4 separate regions of the Mus musculus genome follow, and all the other regions are linked to region 3. A link is a contact called in public HiChIP or PLAC-seq and Micro-C data. All regions are on one chromosome and are shown on one strand. Each heading gives the region's core, a stretch centred on a gene start, on an enhancer-like site or on the middle of the called end of the contact. The rest is flanking DNA. Distances are from core to core; before and after follow the strand shown.

What was found. Hi-C and Micro-C count contacts between places; a contact is called where the count stands out from the background. HiChIP or PLAC-seq counts read pairs in DNA pulled down with a chosen protein or histone mark.
Region 1: a Micro-C map of embryonic stem cells shows a contact between it and region 3, with 7 times the contacts expected there. The contact joins the promoter of Raph1 here to the promoter of Fam117b in region 3. A contact is called at or near these places in 3 of 39 promoter capture datasets (the C10 cell line, pre-B cells and second pharyngeal arch cranial neural crest), 2 of 484 Hi-C or Micro-C datasets (both in embryonic stem cells) and 1 of 115 datasets of contacts at active chromatin or transcription factors (astrocytes).
Region 2: an H3K27ac HiChIP or PLAC-seq map of embryonic stem cells shows a contact between it and region 3, with 4 times the contacts expected there. The contact joins the enhancer-like site here to the promoter of Fam117b in region 3. A contact is called at or near these places in 6 of 39 promoter capture datasets (the C10 cell line, HPC-7-derived erythroid cells, frontonasal cranial neural crest and 3 more), 7 of 115 datasets of contacts at active chromatin or transcription factors (the 230-238 cell line, T-cell acute lymphoblastic leukemia, embryonic stem cells and 1 more) and 1 of 9 other capture datasets (adipose tissue).
Region 4: an HNF4G HiChIP or PLAC-seq map of pancreatic cancer cells shows a contact between it and region 3. The contact joins the promoter of 2310016D23Rik here to the promoter of Fam117b in region 3. A contact is called at or near these places in 3 of 39 promoter capture datasets (liver, pre-B cells and stem cell-derived epiblast-like cells) and 1 of 115 datasets of contacts at active chromatin or transcription factors (pancreatic cancer cells).

Annotation. Positions count from the first base shown.
Region 1 is chr1:60,565,429-60,568,128 of GRCm38.p6, forward strand. It overlaps Raph1 (Ras association (RalGDS/AF-6) and pleckstrin homology domains 1), which reads right to left and starts at 1,337. Exons shown (of 14, transcript NM_001045513.3): 1 at 1,137-1,337.
Region 2 is chr1:60,851,249-60,853,948 of GRCm38.p6, forward strand. No RefSeq gene overlaps it. Among named protein-coding and RNA genes, the nearest start is that of Gm38137, 11 kb to the right of the region's middle. Within about 2 kb of position 1,298, at least 123 of the 459 cell types and tissues checked have an H3K27ac peak or open chromatin away from gene starts, as enhancers often do. A contact at or near this core is called in T-cell acute lymphoblastic leukemia, adipose tissue and embryonic stem cells, where this site is marked.
Region 3 is chr1:59,911,716-59,914,415 of GRCm38.p6, forward strand. Fam117b (family with sequence similarity 117, member B) reads left to right here and starts at 1,291. Exons shown (of 8, transcript NM_001037725.3): 1 at 1,291-2,037. The coding sequence starts at 1,449.
Region 4 is chr1:60,777,043-60,779,742 of GRCm38.p6, forward strand. It overlaps 2310016D23Rik (a long non-coding RNA gene), which reads left to right and starts at 1,419. Exons shown (of 3, transcript XR_865459.1): 1 at 1,419-1,874.

The DNA of each region.
Region 1 (2,700 bases), core at 87-2,586, 650 kb after region 3:
ACTGCTGCTTACCGGCAGGGAACTACTGCATAGTTATCGGCTTGCTTGTCCACTATCACGTTGCTAGCCTATTCTAGCGCATGGAATGTGACTTTACTCTGTTCTAACGCACTGTTTCCACCACTCAAGTGTTGTAGAAGTGTCTCCCACTATACCTGAGGAGGTTTCTGTGACTGTGTGCTCACTTCAATATTCTTACGAACACAATACCACCGTTTAATAATCGAATGATGCCTCAGCCCTAGCCCGCTACCTTTACAGTTCCTTTAGGGAGGACTTTACCTACTTGGGCGGCTCTCCACTTCTCCATGAGAAATGCTGCAGGCAGCGTCCACCCAAACTGTTCTTCCCATAAAATGTATGAAATGCAACACACAGGAAACATGCAACTCATACCATTTCCCAAAGCTCCTATTTCACTCTGATACATAAGGATCAAGTAGTTTCCAGTTCACACAGGGGGGCCAGCCTAAGACAACCCCTGAATAGGAAAAGGGTATCTTTCAGGTGTCTTAAAACGAAGGCAACCTAACCAACACTATTAGGCAGCCTTCCCTCTTTCTGCCGTCCTCCACTGAATTGCAGTTTGGATTTCCGGCGGGAATGTACGCGGAAAGATGAGATGGAGCTAAAAAGCACTAGAGCAATTACTTTGCCGGCTTAATTAGAAGACACAGAAGGCGCCCCGCCTTTCTAAATCTCTGCAGTGAACTCATCTATGAAAGCAGGCAGGGCATGGAAGCTAGAACAATCCCGCACCCAGCCATCGGTTTCTGCGGCTACCGGGAGCCAGTCCCTTTCCACCCGCGGTCCCCGGCCACCGGCGCCCTAGTGCGGAGTATCAGCCCTGCCGCACCTCCCCAGGCGGCCCCAGGTCTCATTGTCTGCACGGTGCAGCCCCGAGGGGCGCGGGGTGCAACCCAGGCCCCGCCGACCCCCTACCCACCGCAGGCCGCCTGGCGGGGCTCAGCCCAACGCTGAGAGCCTGACCGGCAAGGACCGCGCCCCGGGCTGCAGCCGTCCGCACTCGCTCGGAGGGCCACGCCGGGCGCCGGGCAAATGGAGACGGCAGCGCCTCCCGGGCACCCAGACCTCTCCTTTCCCGGACCTCGAGGGCCAGGTGGCGGAGCACTCACCGTGGCAGCCCCTCGGCCCTCCCGGAGCCCTGCGCTAGGCAGCAGCTGCTCGCGCCTCCAGTCGCCGCCGCCGCCGCCTCTCCAGGGGCGACGCTCCTCTCCCGAACGCTGAGAGCGCCCGCAGCTCCCGCGGCGCGCGCTCGGCGACTGACTGACCGACCCACAGAGCGGGCGTCGGCGGGGACTGGGCGGGGCGGCCGCAGAGCCCCGCGGCGCGGATCACAGAGCCCGCGCGTCCTGCCCCGGCACACTGGGCGGGGCTGAGGGCCGCGCGGCCCAAGGGCGGACCGACTTGCGCCTGACCGCGCGCTCCCCGCCGCGGCCACCGCTCACTTCCGGCGCAGGCGGCCGCGCGCCTCTCCTGCTCCCCGGCACGCGCGCACGCGCGCGCCCCTCCCGGCCTGGACAGCCGCACCCCCCACCCCCACCCAACCGGCCGCCCCTCAGGCGCCGGGCCGCACCCAGCCGCGGCCGTCCTCCGCGCCCTGCCTTTCCAGCGCGCGTCCGTGTGAGTCGCCTCCAGGAACCAATGAATCAGAGAATGAATGAGCGGAGAGGAAAATCCCGCCGCGGTCCCGCCCGCCGTGGCCCTTCCCGTGAAGCCTGCCCAATCACTCGGGTCCCAGGGTCTTGGGAGACTGAGGGCGGACGAGCAGACCTGTCCGGGCTGGGAGCCTTTGCCTGCCGCATGTGTCGTCTCCAGAACCAACCCTGGGCTTCCTCAGGCACTCGCCTACTATTGTTGAAATCTGGGAGCACTGCCCTAGGAAATCCCATTTTAGCTTAAACTCTGCAGTTTCGTGCAGTGTAAGGAAAGCTTTCAGGGATCAGACATTATTCCATTCATCTTTACCTTTTTCACGTCAGAGCCTGTTCATCTGTGTCCCTGGTTTCTGTTCTCCCTTATTGAATTTGTTCTCAGCAAGGGTGTTGGCGAACTTTCCTGAGCCCTGAGCTGTATTCCCTGAGTACTACACTTAAAATACTGGGTTTGATTCCAAGCTCCAAATTACTCAAATGCTGCTTATCTTAATGCAGTTTTGACTTAGGCAGACTTAGATTTCTTTCGATTTACGTCCTTATTATGACCTTCATGTAAAGTTGATCAAAGGAAAGGAAAAGTAGTATTAAATTACCTTTGCTTGGCTATGTACTTTGTTAGCATTGAAGAAATTGAGCTATGGTCTGGAATTGGCTGCATTGAACGTCCAGCATTCTTTTTTTTCTATGTCTTCTTGTCTGTTCTTTAACTGTTTCTGTATCTTGAATTTTCACCAAAAAAATAAAAGGAAAAAAAAAAAACCCATAAATAACCTATTTCCGAAATTCTGGCGATCTTTCTAAGAATGAGTATTCACTCCTCTAGTGTAGGATCAAATCCCAGTTTGACTAATTGCATTCTACTTCCTGATATTCTTGAAGAGTTCCAAGTAGTTTCAGTCTTTTAGTAGTCTTTTCCAAACTGCTGCACAATCTGTTTCAAACTGGTATTTAGAACTGTCCAATACAATTATTGTCTGTTTCACACTTGAGATACTTGTACTTAGGAAATAAGTGCATTTTT
Region 2 (2,700 bases), core at 48-2,547, 940 kb after region 3:
AGACATAAATATAAGCTCTGCTGACTGCAAAGCATTCCCAGTGACTTGAATATGATTCAGGGCTGCCAGCATTCATTCTGTGGTGTGGAAGCTGCGGGAAAGGCCAGGGGTGGGAGAGCTGAATGACTGGCCTTTGTGTTCCAATTATAGTCAGCTTGAGTTGCTAGAAAGAGATAGGAATGTCTGCTGTCAATTTCCTTTAGAAAAAGATAGATCAGAATTCATTTTGTGTCACTGCCTCTGGCTTGCCTCTGGCTTGCCGAGCTTGCCGCTGCCCCCAGAGTGAAAGGTCTTTCACGCAGTTATTATTGGAGATTGCATTTCTGATTCCAGACTGTACATTAATAAATTAAGGCCATGACTAGTAATATTCACCAAATGAAAATACTGCAACAAGTACAAGCCTTTTAAATGGCCTCAGACAATGAAGCTTTTTCAGACCCCGTTCCTTCATGCTTGTTATCGCTGAAAAGCATTTTTGTAGCCTTTATTAAAAATGGGGAAAGATCACGTTTGAAAGCATGGGCTTTTGAAGCCTCTCTTGTTATAAGCGTGTATATGAGGAACATGCAGAAAACATAACTAGCTGAGCAAGGCAGAAATTAAGGAAAGTAAAGCTGATATGTGTGAACCTTTTTTTGCATGCCTTTTTAATATGAGAGGGTCTAAAGTCAATGTTGGTTTTTTTTTTTTTTTCGAATGGCTTTAGGTATCTTTCTCAATTGTGTGCCTTTTTTGCTGTGTTACCATAGTGAGTAATATTAATAGAATCCAAATACTAAACCCTTGACCTGATTCTTGATTATTATGTCATATTCATTAGGTATTCTATCTAAATTCATCCATTTCTTCCCCAACATTATTGATGATAATCAGCTCCTTCTGCCCACTATAATGAAGCAGCTGTGTGAGCTGTGCAAGGACAATATTAACTCTACAGCCATGTGACTTAAGAGGAAAGTTGTCACTCTGAGATAGCCAGAAACAAAGGGCAAGCAAAGGGCAGCAGTAGTATGCAAATATGGAGCTCCTGGTGTTTAGGGGTTCCCCTCCCACACGCTCTGCTTTCCTTTAGAACACGTGTTTCCATTAAGAAACAACCCAACCATTAATCCCTTCAGATAAGCTCACAATGTTTCACATAATCTAAGAATAATGTCTCAAAGATGAGACCGGCTCGTTTGGTTACGCTATCAACACCGTTTGCAATCCTCCATCCACTGTTCCCTTTTAAGTCCGTGCTCAGGGGCCTCTCTTATAGCCATTACTAAACAATCAAGGGGTGTGGGGGAAGTATGGAGCAGAACTATGAGGAAGTAAGAATGGAGAAGCCTCGAAGCAGAGCTCCAGCAATAAGTTGCCCCGAGGGTGGGTGTGGCTAGAATGGACTCTTAGCTTGAATTTCCAGGTGTGGAATCTACAAGACAGTTGAGGACGAGGTTCTGGAACTCTGTAGAGGATTTGGGTTAAGTGTCCATAGATCACAGTGATTGGCTTGTAGGTGGTACTAAGTGGAGTCCCGGGAATGTATGAAATTACACACGGAGCAAGCGGAGAGAGCGGCGAGCAGTAAGAAAGGCATCATGAAAGGACAACATGCCTGTGGATAGAGAGAAGGGAGACAGGAAACAGTTTAGCAAGAAGTCTGGAAGGAAAAAGAAAAAAGCAAGTCTCCTTTTGTGACTTTAACCTTGTCTTGCTCCAGGCTTCCCCACCCCCTGTGACTAACCACCTGCCAGCTGTGTCTTAAGCAAACAGCTGTCTCTGATGACTTCCTATCTCCTCTCCTCAGCAAGTCTTATCAATTCCTAATGATACCTGAATTTGTTCTCTCCTCTTTCTCTTTCCATTGGAACCCTCGATGTCCCTCTGACCTGTTAACCTAACGTCTCTGCCCTGGACAATGGAAGTAGTCTCTTCACTGGTCCTCTGCCTCTGATCCTGACCCCTACCCCTTACCTGGACACTTACTGGCCACTGAGGAGAGTACTTACAAAGCATGACGACCCCTACCATTGCTCTGCTCTGCTTAAGTCCTAGCTTGCTTCTACGGCATAGCACAGCTTAGCATTCCTGCCAGACTCTCAAGCCTCAGCCTGAACTCATCCCCCTCCCACTCCCCAAACCCAGCTGGAGTGACCCTCTTGCTATTTTTTTGAGTATACCAAATTCTTCCCATGGCACTGTCTCTGCTATTCCTCCATGTAAAGTGGTCTGCCCCAGACCTACACAGGACCGGAACTGTTTTTCAACGAGGCCTCACCTTAAGAGCTGCCTCCAAAGAGGGGATTTCCCTAGCCACGGGGTCAAATTGGCAGAGAGTGTTTAAGTTGCTAGAGCCTTTGTTAATAAGGTATCTCCCACTAGGTGGCTTAAACAATAGACACTAAGTATCTCCTGGTGGAGAGAAACCTGAGACAAAGGTTTGTTTCCCTCTGTGAGCTAGAGATTGTTACAGGCTGTCCTCAGGCTTGCGTGTTGGCAGGCATCTCCTTTTATCCTGTTGGATTCCTCTATGGGTGCCTCTGTCCAAAGCCCCTCCTCTATCAGGCTATGGCTCACTGGAGTAAGGTTCACGCCCATGTGTTCATTTTAACCCGGTTACCTCTATAAGGAGGATTTGGACACTAGAACCTCAATAAATGGGAGAGGGGCACAGCTCAACCCACAAACACAGCCAAGTGCAACCATACTCCACGG
Region 3 (2,700 bases), core at 41-2,540:
GAACCACCACGCCTTGGTTAAGGGATCTTTTTAGAATGTATAGCTATTAAAGCCATAAAGGGATTAAGGATGCCACGTGCAGTCTGCATGTCGACTTTTTAATTGAAGAGGAACCCGCGTATTATGATTACTTTAGAATTTCTTGCCTTTCAGAGAGTTCTTATGAAAGCCATGGAGACTTATTTTCTCCACCAGACTAAACTATGAATGGTGGGCCAATGAAACGGCTCAGTCTGATGCATGAGTCTGATTCCCTGCACAGACATGTTAGAAAAGAACAGGCTGTCCTTTGACCTCTACATGCATGCACATGCTTATTCACAAACCAGATACATAAATGTAATAAATAAATAAATAAATAAATAAATAAATAAATAAATATGGGTGGTGCACCCAGTTCTGTCTCAAATAGAGAGGAGCAAGTGGAGGCCACAGCACTTTATAAACTTGCATCTTTCTAAGGTATAAGGGAACTGTAAAGTAACTGATTAAATAAATTCTTTATTACTTGAGATCTATAAGGGTGGGGGCTAGTAGCAACACTACTCGATAACTGAACTTCACAGATACCATCTAAAGTTGCATTCTAACCTGCAAATATAATCGTTCTGATATTTGAATCTTTGTAGCGCCAAAAAGAAAAGAGAAGAAAGATATAAAATACCCTAGAATTAAAGTTCTTTTATTTTAGAGCCCTGCTCATAGGTAGATGGAATTAGGGCAGAACAAAAAGATTGGGGGGCGGGGGTGAGGGGAGTCTCCAAAGAGATGTGCGTACGTGTTAACTTACAGACACCACTGCTGTAAGGAAATGAGTTTCAGAGGGAAAGAGTCGGTTCAGACCATCCCCGGGGACACCGTGGTCCCGTACAGTCCGTCCCTTTGGCCAAATTCCCGGAGTCCCAGGGGCTCCCTCCAGCGGGAAACAGGGACGCGCGTGGCCGGGCGCGCGCCTACACGTACACGCACGTGTACACACACACACACGCACGCACACACGTCCGCACACGCACGCAACCCCCCCTCACCCCCCACCCCCGCATCCCTCTACACAAGCCACAAGCGTTCCCTCCGCACCCCTCCTCCTGCCACGGCCGGTTTCCTCCGCCGCCCGACCCCTCGGGGGCGGGCCTCTTTCTCTTTAAAGAGCAGAAGCAGCCTCGGGAGCCGAGATGCGCGCAGCCAATCAGCGAGGCCGAGTGGCTCGAGCGCGCTGACGCTACACCAATGAGCGGCGGCAGGGGGCGGGGACAACGGAGGAGACACTATTGTTGATGAGGAGCCGCGGCGGCGGCTGCATCACCTCGTCGGTGCCCGTCGCTGCCCGCGCGCCCCCTGGTCCTGAAGTCAGGCTACGTCACCCGCTGGCTCAGGCCTTCCCTCGGGCCCCGAGCAGCCGGTCCCCGCCGCCCAGCACCCCCGGCCGCCGTCTCTGGGGCGGGGGGACCATGTCCCAGCGGGTGAGGCGCAATGGGTCTCCCACGCCCGCCGGCGCCCTCGCGGGTGGCGCGGTCGGCCCGCCCGGGGGCCCTGGGAGCCGCCTGCAGCCCATGAGGGCGACGGTGCCGTTCCAGCTGAAGCAGCAGCAGCAACATGGCAGCCCCACGCGGGGCGGCGGCGGCGGCGGCAACAACGGAGGCAACGGAGGCGCCTCAGGCCCCTCGGGCGGCGGCGGCAGTGGCGGCCCGCGCACCGCCTCACGCAGCACCAGCCCCACGCGCGGCGGCGGCGGCAGCGCGGCGGCGCGTACCAGCCCCACGGTGGCCACGCAGACGGGAGCGTCCGTGACGTCCACGCGCGGTACCAGCCCCACGCGCGGCACGGCGCCTGGGGCCCGAAGCAGTCCTCCGCGCCCGCAGCCGCCACCGCCCCTGCTGGGCACCGTGTCGTCGCCCAGTTCGTCGCCCACCCACCTGTGGCCGAGCGAGGTGATTGCGGCCCCACCCTCCGCCCGCGTCCGCCACCGGAGGAGGTCCCCAGAGCAGGGCCGACCCTCGGCGGAGAAGAGGAGCCCCAGCGCCCCGGTGTGCAAAGCAGGTACGTGGAGGACAGGGGTCCTGTGCCGCCGAGTGGGGACTGCAGCGCTCCGGTGGGGCGGGGCGGGGCGGGGCGGGGCGTGCGGTCCGCCACCCCTGCGTCTTGCCCGTGCGGGTCTCCGCCGTGGAGGTGCGGCCGCTAACCTTGGGCCTGGGCTCAATTTGTGGAAATCATAAACCCTGGGGTTTGGCCTTGCGTCGCTACTGCTGGGGCTGGTCCTGTCACTTTTGGTGACGCGGTTAATGCTTGCAAATAGCACTTGTGTGCTGCTTAGTGTTTCTGTTCCACAAAACAGTTTCGGATCTGGAGGACTGAATGCATCAGCAAAGGCGGATTTGGATCATTGAAGAGTTGTGAAGCTGGGAGCAGTTTTTGCATTTCGTAAGACTTAATGAGTAGCAAGAAGGGAGAAGTTAAGCAAGATTGCTTTGGGGTGTGTGCATAGGTCTATGTATGTGTTTACACATATACGTAAATGGTAGATAGCTAGCCTGAGGGTCTGAGTGTGTTTCTGAGATACTGGTTTTATTTCTCTTAGACTTATTCTTTGCTTCCCGCACCCCCCCCCCCCCAACACTCTCACTACCGCTGGCTGACCTGGAACTTGCAGTGTAGACCAGGCTGGCCTTGATCTGCCTGCCTCTGCCTTCCTAGTGCTGGGAT
Region 4 (2,700 bases), core at 169-2,668, 870 kb after region 3:
CAAGCTGTGAACTGGGTGGAAATGTCAGTTGAGACAGAAGAGCAGCAAACAGCTCTGTTTTCCTATAGTTGTGGTTTTGCATGGTGACGATGACACATGAAGATGAGAACAGGTAGCATGAACTCCAGTCATTATCTGAGTGAACATCTCTGCCAACGCTGAAGGATATGTGTGGGTGTCACCTGCAAGCACAGAGATGGGGAGGGAGGGAGGGAGGGAGAGAGGGAGGAAGGGAGGGAGGGAGGGGGAGGGAAGAAGAGAGAGAGATGAACAAAAGGTTTATTTATGAAGTTTACATTTGATTTCCTTTCCCTTGATAACTTCCTCATCTGAGTTTAGTGTCTAGACTAAATTGATGTACATTTGGTGACTGAGGAAGAGGGTCAGAAAGGTGGGTTTGAATTAGCATCAGCAAAGTTAGCCAGATTCATACAGACTTTTTTTTTCAATTTCTTATGCACACACTGAGCATTCGATACGTTGGCATCCAAAGTGAGGGTTTTTGCTAACGTCTGGGAACCAGTGATATAGATGATATGAAGCAAGACTAGCTGGAGGTTGTCATGGGGATGCTTTTTCATTCCAAACAGGGTGCAACTCATGTTTCATTTGCTTTGTGCCTCTCTGTCCTGTCTTCTTCTTCATTCATCCAACAACATTTTGATGACCGTCTTCCCAGCTCTGAAAAGCGGACTGGGTACAGGAGAAACGATAGAGCAACGCTGTTGTCCTTATCTCTGCGTGGACCAATCAGAGTGTATTTTACAACCCTTCACCTCCTTCTATTCACCTTAAGGCACCTACTTAGTCCTGACTGTAGAACTTAGACATTGTGTATCTACTGTTACTCTGGTGACTGTATAGTTTCTTGTAGCTACTGCAGTCTGTCACTGTAGACAAACAACTGAGATTAGCTGTATTTCAGCAAGCTTTTACTTATGGATATTGGTATTTGATTCTCCTTTAATTTTCTTGCCAGATATTGTGATTCCTCTGATTGCTGCACCATCACCCTAGCCGTATGTACACATACAATCCATTCTTCAGCTCATGGCCTGTGCAGTGTCAGACAGTGGCTAGACTTGGCCTGTAGGCCGCAGTTTGCTGACCTCTGAGACAGAACCAAGGCACCACTTTTAAGCTTTGAGCTTGTCTTTGAACGCCAGACACCATCTAGAAGGGATCAGTCTGGGTGCATGTAAAGACCTCTTGGGAGTGTGAGTGTCCAAGTAACTTTATTTAAAAAAAAAAAAAAAGGCAAGGATTTGCAGAGAATGAGGGAGAGACTTTATCCAAGAGAGAGCTATCCTGGGGAGGAGAAACAGGAAACTAAAAGCAAAGGGGACGAGAATTTCAAGATGACAGCATCCTCGGGAAATTAGTGCTAAAAGCCCAATGATTACTGTTACATTTTCTTTGCTCTTTTCCCTCTCGTCCAACCATCAAATCCATGCAATCTCCAAGGAAACAAAATAAATTTTTATTCACAGTGGGGGTGGGGGGGTATGGCCCGTGTCCAAGGTAATGAAAAAGACGAATTACCCTGCAAATCCTTCCAAATGGACCACACTCAGCTCCAGTGTGGAGTGGGTGGAGCAGAGACCAGAAGCAGCTGTCTCAGGACTGGCCTCCTACCACTTTCCATGACTTTTTCAAATCTAAATTTAGCTACTATTTATAGGTGACCAGGAGAGCACACCCTCACCCGCACCCGCAACCCCTGCTGCTGCCCACTGGAAGGGCAAACTAAAGCTTGGCATTTCACAGGTAGGCGTGAAAGTCAGCTTTATACAGATCATAGACACTGACCCGGCCTTTGTCATCCCTTATCGCTGCTCCACCCTGTTTGTCTACAGCTGCTGGTTACACCCAAGGTACAAATAGTTCTTTCTGGAAACAGCCTGTGGGGGCACTCTGAGCCATACACTCATTCATTCTATCTGGGCATTTTAGAAATAGGGTAAGATTTAGCTTCATTTGTGCAGCCAAGAATAGGAAATTGCTCCCCAAAAGGTCAGATGCCTAAGATTTAATATGCAAGCAGCCTGTAATACCTAAGATTTAATATGCAAGCAGCCTGTAATACCTAAGATTTAATATGCAAACAGCCTGTAATACCAGGAGCAGGCACACCTCTCTCAGAATGGTGTATCCTGCAAAGCCAGGATACACTAATGTGTTCAAGTTACAGTCTGGGTGAACAGCCTTAGGACCTCCAAGACTTTTCTTATATAGTGTGTAGGACTGCTGTGTAGGTTATTCACTCAGTTCCTTCCCAGGGCCTCTACAGAGGCCATAAGAAAGACTTAAATCTGCTCAGCCTCCTCTTGAAGCTGTGACAGGAGAGTACTTATCTTGTGGAGCCTACTTCGATCTTTCTGCCGCTTGGTTACTAGCTTTATAGGGAGAGACATATTCTCAGTCTCAAAAGGAAGCAACCTAGGATGAAAACCACTGAGAACAAAACAGGAAGAGAGGTCCCAGCTCCTACAAGCACCTCTCTCCTGTTTGTTTGTTTGTTTGTTTTAACCTTCATTGCCCCTCAAATCTGGCCTCTTTCAGTAGGTTGTTTGTTTCGTGAATTAAGGTTAGTAATGCAAAAGTAAACTTCCAGGTTTAGAGCTCAGGGGGAAATTATGACTTATTGTGCCCCGTAGAATACTAAGTTTGGGGCTAATTCTTGTCTTTGCCCTTGAACCT